Linked DNA regions of Mus musculus: region 2 is linked to region 1. The links are chromatin contacts, called in public Hi-C maps. All regions are on one chromosome and are shown on one strand. Each heading gives the region's core, a stretch centred on a gene start, on an enhancer-like site or on the middle of the called end of the contact. The rest is flanking DNA. Distances are from core to core; before and after follow the strand shown. Region 1 overlaps Clpb (ClpB caseinolytic peptidase B). Region 2 overlaps Numa1 (nuclear mitotic apparatus protein 1).

The links. Hi-C and Micro-C count contacts between places; a contact is called where the count stands out from the background.
Region 2: a Hi-C map of the C10 cell line shows a contact between it and region 1, with 2.9 times the contacts expected there. The contact joins two enhancer-like sites. A contact is called at or near these places in 3 of 484 Hi-C or Micro-C datasets (B cells, the C10 cell line and bone marrow-derived macrophages).

Annotation. Positions count from the first base shown.
Region 1 is chr7:101,694,109-101,697,395 of GRCm38.p6, reverse strand. All of the region lies in intron 3 of Clpb (ClpB caseinolytic peptidase B), which reads right to left. Among named protein-coding and RNA genes, the nearest start is that of Clpb, 32 kb to the right of the region's middle. Within about 2 kb of position 1,750, at least 4 of the 459 cell types and tissues checked have an H3K27ac peak or open chromatin away from gene starts, as enhancers often do.
Region 2 is chr7:101,992,781-101,995,822 of GRCm38.p6, reverse strand. Numa1 (nuclear mitotic apparatus protein 1) reads right to left here. Exons shown (of 25, transcript NM_133947.3): 7 at 2,511-2,598; 8 at 1,043-1,160; 9 at 269-426; 10 at 1-5. Among named protein-coding and RNA genes, the nearest start is that of Gm39061, 2.8 kb to the right of the region's middle. Within about 2 kb of position 1,417, at least 9 of the 459 cell types and tissues checked have an H3K27ac peak or open chromatin away from gene starts, as enhancers often do.

The DNA.
Region 1 (3,287 bases), core at 501-3,000:
CCAATACTTTAGGCAAATGAGCTGGCACGGCTTTCCATCGAGCAGTGTCTTGGGTTGCCTGAGGTCGAGGCATGCATCTGCCAAACTTGAAACGGGAGCATGCTGCAATTGGAATATCATTACTACAAAACAGGATTATCATGAACAACGATTCCAAATGGGATTAGAAATGATTCTTTGTTACTCAGAGGTAATCGGCAACAGCAGCAGCAGTGGAGAACCATCAAGCCCTGAACACTTTTCTGGGGGCATGGTACTGGCATTCCAGGCACTCGGCCAGCATCCTTGCCCACCCTCCTTGCTGGGAAATACTGGGCATTATCCTGCATTGGGCAGAGGGCCACCTGGGACAAAAGCCAGCTACATATCAAGGAATGCTACTCAAGGGTCCCCTAGTATAGGCCCAGTTTCTTAGAGGGAAAGGGGTGCAAAGAGAATCCCAGAGCCCAACTGACTCAGCCACCTAAGAGTTACTGAGACAGGTACCAATGCCATTACATCTCAGGCAGGCTTACCTGGGGTTGTTCTAGGGAAGTCAGTAATAATAAAGAAGGCACTTAACCTCACCACTGCTTACTACATGGGAGGCACTGTTCTAAACACTTTATACATTTGACCCTCACAGCTTTGTTTATTATCCTGTTTTACAGCTGGGGAAACAATCACCTAAAAGTCAAATAACTTGCCAATCATCTAATGAGTAAGAGGCACAGTTTGAATTTGAACACAGGTATCTGACTCTAGAGCCCACAACTGTTTACATACTAGCTAGGGATGTCCAACCTCTGTCACTGATGTTGCCATTTTCAAATGGCTTGGCTCTGCATTTGCAGATATCCTGAGATGAAGGCTGGACAGACCTGTGTTGGACAGGCAGTCACAGGCAGAGAGAAAGGTGCTCAATGCTTATAACTAGGGTATGTGTGCTGGGTTGTTTTATGTCAACTTCTCACAAATCGTTTTTAATCTATCTGACTAAAGTCATCTGAGAGAAGTGAACCTCAATTGAGAAAATGCCTCCATAAGATCCAGCTGTAGGGCATTTTAATTAATGAATGACGGGGAGGGCCCAGGCCATTTGTGGATGCTGCCACTTACGGAGCTAGCCACGGAGGAAGCCAGTAGTAAGCATCCCTCCATGCCCTCTTCATCAGCTCCTGGCTCCAGGTTCCTGCTCTGTTTGAGTTCCTGTCCTCATTTCCTTCAATGATGAACTAGATTAGAAGTGTAAGCCAAATAAATCCTTTCCTCTCTCAGTTGCTTTAATCATGGTGTTTCATCTCAGCAATGGAAACTATAACTAAGAGAGTCTTCCCTCAGAAGTCTCTGGTCGTAGATCCTGCCAGCTCCTCCTCCTAGCCTGGTCTACCTCTGATCCAGGCAGCAGCGATAGAGGCTGCCAGGGAAGCTGCCAGAAGTCCAGCAAGGGCAGCATCGGCTTCCTAGTACCAAGACCACCTGTGGGGCCTCTAGGTGCACAGGGGAGACTTACAGAGCCTCCCCTGTAGGACAGCAACCTGGCTGGTAGTGCTGGTTTCTTACAGACAGGACTTAATGGTCCCCTTCCCTGGGTGAGGTGGAGGGAAAATAAGCAAATGCTAAAAATAAATGACTGTTCTGAAAGAGAATTAAATGGTCGTCAGCCAAGGATGGCAGCATCTGAAAATTAACAAAGCCCAGGTACCACATCCAGGAAGGCCTTGGCAAATGCGTGTTATCCACTCATTAGCTCAGTTCCTCAGGGACGACAGCCAAGCAGGGCAGGCAGTGCCGGGAACCAGTCCTTCCGATGCTGATGAAGTGCACTTGGGGGTGGGGGTAGGCAAGGCAGGAGGAGGAGGGAAGTTCTCATGGGGAATTTCAAACAGTTCTGCTGGTGTCCTCTCTCTGCCTAGGATTCTCACCATCTCTGAGATATGGGCTTGCAGGGCAGGCCCAAGGAGACTCAAGTCTGAATGACTCTTTCAGGATCCTAGAAACAGCCTCACTATTTAGGGGTCTCACTGACCAGCAAGCCTAGGGGTAAGGAGCCCAACAATGGCGGGAGAAAGACAACACCAATAGCTCATACTTTCCCCTCACTGGAATGAAGCCATATGCCTTGTGAACCCAATTTGTGATGTGCCAAAGGTGACTCTCTCATGGTTCATCAGTAGCAATACTTCATGAAATCACTGATATTTATTTATTTATTTATTGCATATGAGTACACAACCACTGCTCTCTTCAGACACACAGAAGAGGGCACCAGACCCCATTACAGATGGTTGTGAGCCACCATGTGGTTGCTGGGAAATGAACTCAGGACCTCTGGAAGAGCAGTCAGTGCTCTCAACCTCTGAGCCATCTCTCCAGCCCCTGATCTCCATTCTCTACTAACTATGAGAACATAGTACTCTATTGCTGGATATCACCAACAGAAAGAATTAAAAACACTCCACCCATATGAAAGAACTCTGACACCACAAACATAAATTCTAAGTACATCACTGGTCACAGCTAATAATGAATATTAAAGAGAAGTGACACTTTCTTATGTACTTACTTATATATTTATCTAGCTATTTAACCTGTTTGTTTCTCACACAGGGCCTCAATATAAAGCCCCAGAGGGCCTCGAGCTTCCTGTGTAATCCTGCCTCTGCCTGAGTGCTAAGATTACAGGATTTATTGTGATTTTTTTTAAAGGACAGATTTCACTCTAGACCAGGATGGCCTGAAACTCATTATATAGCCCAGACTGGATTCCAACTCGTAGGAATTCTCCTGTCTCAGCCTTTCAAATGTTGGGATTGCAGATGTGAATCACCACATCCAACTCTGGAACAACAGCTTTTAACACTGCTTTTCTAAGTCAAGTTTCCTAAAGTATCATTTATCCTTTGATTATCATTTATCTTACATGCACCCTTTTAAAGACTATACACATACACACACACACACACACACACACACATACATATATAAAATATATAAATTTTTTTTTTAGTCAGGGTCTCAATAGAGACATAACCAAATTGGTCTTGACCTCACTTTGTAGCTGAGGACAACTTTTCAAGATGTATGACTTAATGCAATTTGATAGCTGTATAGATAAGCACCACAATCATTAAGACATAGAATATTTCCACCATCCTGAAAGGTCCTATGCCCCTTTATACTCCCAAGCTCAACAACTCATCTGATTATTGTCCCTAGAACACTACCTTTTCCAAAATATGACATAAATGGAATTTTACCATAGGTGGCTGTTGGTGTTGGCTTTCCTTTAAAATAAGGCTTTTGAA
Region 2 (3,042 bases), core at 168-2,667, 300 kb before region 1:
CGCGTCTGCCCAGGACAGGGAGGGAGACAGAGTCAGCAAAGATCCAGGGGACAGAAGACAGCAAAGGAAGCACAGTATCCGTGCCACAGAAAAGGGACACGGGAAAGGAACTGAACCCAGTGTCTACCAGGTCAGACTGATGTTTGTGCCAGCGATGAGCTTGAGACTCCACTGTCAACAGAAGGGACACCATGGCAGGCAAAGCTGTCACCAAGACATCCCAAATGCTCCCCATCACCAGTACCCACACCCTCTGTCAGGTACCCACCCTTCTCAGTGAGGAGCTTGAGGCTCTCAGACAGCTCCAGCTCCAGGTCATCTCTGTTGCTCCTCTCGTCTGCCAGCTGCTTCTTCAGTCGTCTCATCTGGAACTGTGGGGTCTGCAGTATGTCGCCCATAGGGGAGGATGGAGAGCCTGAGAGGAAGCTGGAAGAGGAAGGAGGAGATGCAAAGATGCCAGGGTGAGAGTCTAAGGTGCAAAGTAACCAACAGCAGCTAGGGATGGGGCAGCAGTGACCATAACCAGTGTTTGGTTAGGGAGGCCAATGTGCCTGGGTTCTTTATCTGCCAGGCTACCTCCTGTCTCAGAAGATGACCTGGAGAACCTTTTCTTCTCCCTCCTCCATGCCTTAATTTCCTGGCTTAAGAATGCAAACATGTGGGGCTGGAGAGACGGCTCAGTGGTTAAAAGCACTGACTGCTCTTCAAGAGGTCCTGAGTTCAAATCCCAGCAACCACATGGTGGCTCACAACCACCTGTAATGAGATCTGATGCCCTCTTCTGGTGTGTGTGAAGACAGCTACAGTGTACATAGATATAATAAAAAGAATGCAAACATGTATTTTCCAAGGAAGAAGGGATTTCCATAAACAGTGACCTGCTCTTGAGGGAAGGCTAACTTATGACAGATCCCAAATCTACATGCCCTCAAAGCAATTCCTACTGCTGTAAAAGGCGGCCTAACAGCTCAGCCTCCCGGATCCAAGGACCAACTAGAAGGATGTGACGCTACCAACCTAGGGAGACAGGCCTAGAACATACTTGTTCTCACTGGAAGATGAAGCAATCCTCTGTATTTCTAGGAAGCGAATCTTCCTCTTGGTCTGGTGGCTGGGTGGAGAAAGCTCTTCTGAGAGGGTGCTGGCATGGGTGTAAGGAACTACAGGTAAGAAGCAGACAAACAAACCAGGAACAGTTAGTAAGGGGGTGAACAGCTCTTCACCTTCTATAATAGACACGTTACCTTAGTAAGTGTGACTCTACAAAAGACACATGTAAGCTCAAGAGGCAATTCCTAGGCAGAACCTGATCAACGAGATCAAGGTCTTTGACTAAAATCAAGGTGCAACTTCCACTTCCTCAGAGAAAAGTATTCAAATGAGCATGGTGGAATGAGGAAGCTCCCCTCATACTCAGACACTGGAACGAGTCCTATTGCCAATACTACAGAGGCCATAAGAGCCCAGCACCAAGTCTGCCACAGACCCTAAGAGCTTGTATTGGTGCCACCAGCCTCTGTGGCACTCATAGCTCTCATATCACCAAGGTATAGAATAATGTCTTCTCTTGGTTCCCACAACCACTTTCTCAGGACTTTACTACCTCGAACCACTCCTCTTCTCTCTCTTCCCAGAGATTTGATGGGCCCTTTTTGCTCTGCCCAGTGCCTACAGATTCAATGGCTGACAAGCTGGCCTGCAAATCTACATCTGACTCAAGAGAACTTTCTTACATCCTAGACTCCTATTCTTAACATCTTCACCTCATGAACTCAAACATGAAGAATCCCAAGTTCAATAGCCAGAAAAGAACTTGCCCAAAACTATGGCTCAGAGTCCCAGTAGCAGCAGCTGACCTGCTCATGAGACATGGCGAACTCTCACTCTGTGAGACACTTATATCTACACTTAGTCCCTGTACTGGTTTGTATGTACCTGAGTCCCACATAGAACATGAGCTGCATGAAGGGAAACCTTTTTCAAGGTTTACAAAAGATGTTTAACTTCAACTTCTAAGCCTACAGTTTAAAAGACAAAAAATAAGGGTATGGAGAGATAGCTTAGCTGGTCAAGCAGACCCAAGTTCAATATCCACATGATGGCTTACAACTCGAAGTTGTTACTCCAGTTCCAAGGGGATCCCATGCCTTCTTCTGGCCTCTGTGGGCACCAGGCACACACTTGGTATTCAAATACACATGCAGTCAAAACACCCATACCATATGTATAAGATAAAGTAAAAATAAAAAGTAAAAGGTACACAGAACAATGTGAGAAGTAAGTGGGAGTCAAGGTCACCAGAACGTAAGAGGCGATCACTTACAAGCATCCTGAGAGCTACTGTCGGGCAGCATGGAGCCACTCCAGATTGTTTAAGGTGTCAGCACATGGCTCAGAAATCACCTTCCATCACAGGTGACTCCTGCATACTAACTCTGTGCCATGCTGAGGTCAGAGGTCAGCAGTCCTTTGCTCAGAGAGAGTGGATCTTTACAAGTGGCCCTACTCACCTTTCTCCAAGAAACTCTCTAAGTCCTCAGTAAGGTTTAGCGACTCCTCATGATCCAGCATAAACTTCAGGATGACCGCTAACTCAGCCTGTGCCACGGGGAGAGAGAAGGAGCATCACTGTGACAGCTGTAAAGGGAGGGCTCAGGACCTCCCAGCAGTGCCTACCCCGGGGCCTGCTGGTTCTTCTCCACCCTCTCTAAAGCTGAAACTTCATGGCCTGCCCACAACACGCTGGTTCTACCTGTTCTTCCCCTACCAGAAAGCTTTTAGACATCACTTTGCTGACTAAAATAAGTGGAGTGGCAAACACACAGATAAGGACACACATAGGAAAAGCTGTAAACCTACACCATCTCCAAATACAGGACAATTCAAAACATGTACACTAAATAGTTGGGGAATGACATTACTGCAGTATCATTTCCTTCTTTGTACTTAAACATTTTCTGATTTTTGTTTTTTACTCAATGAATGGTTGTCAATATTACAAATATTACCTCTTTAGAGAATAATAATTTTTATTTAAAAAGA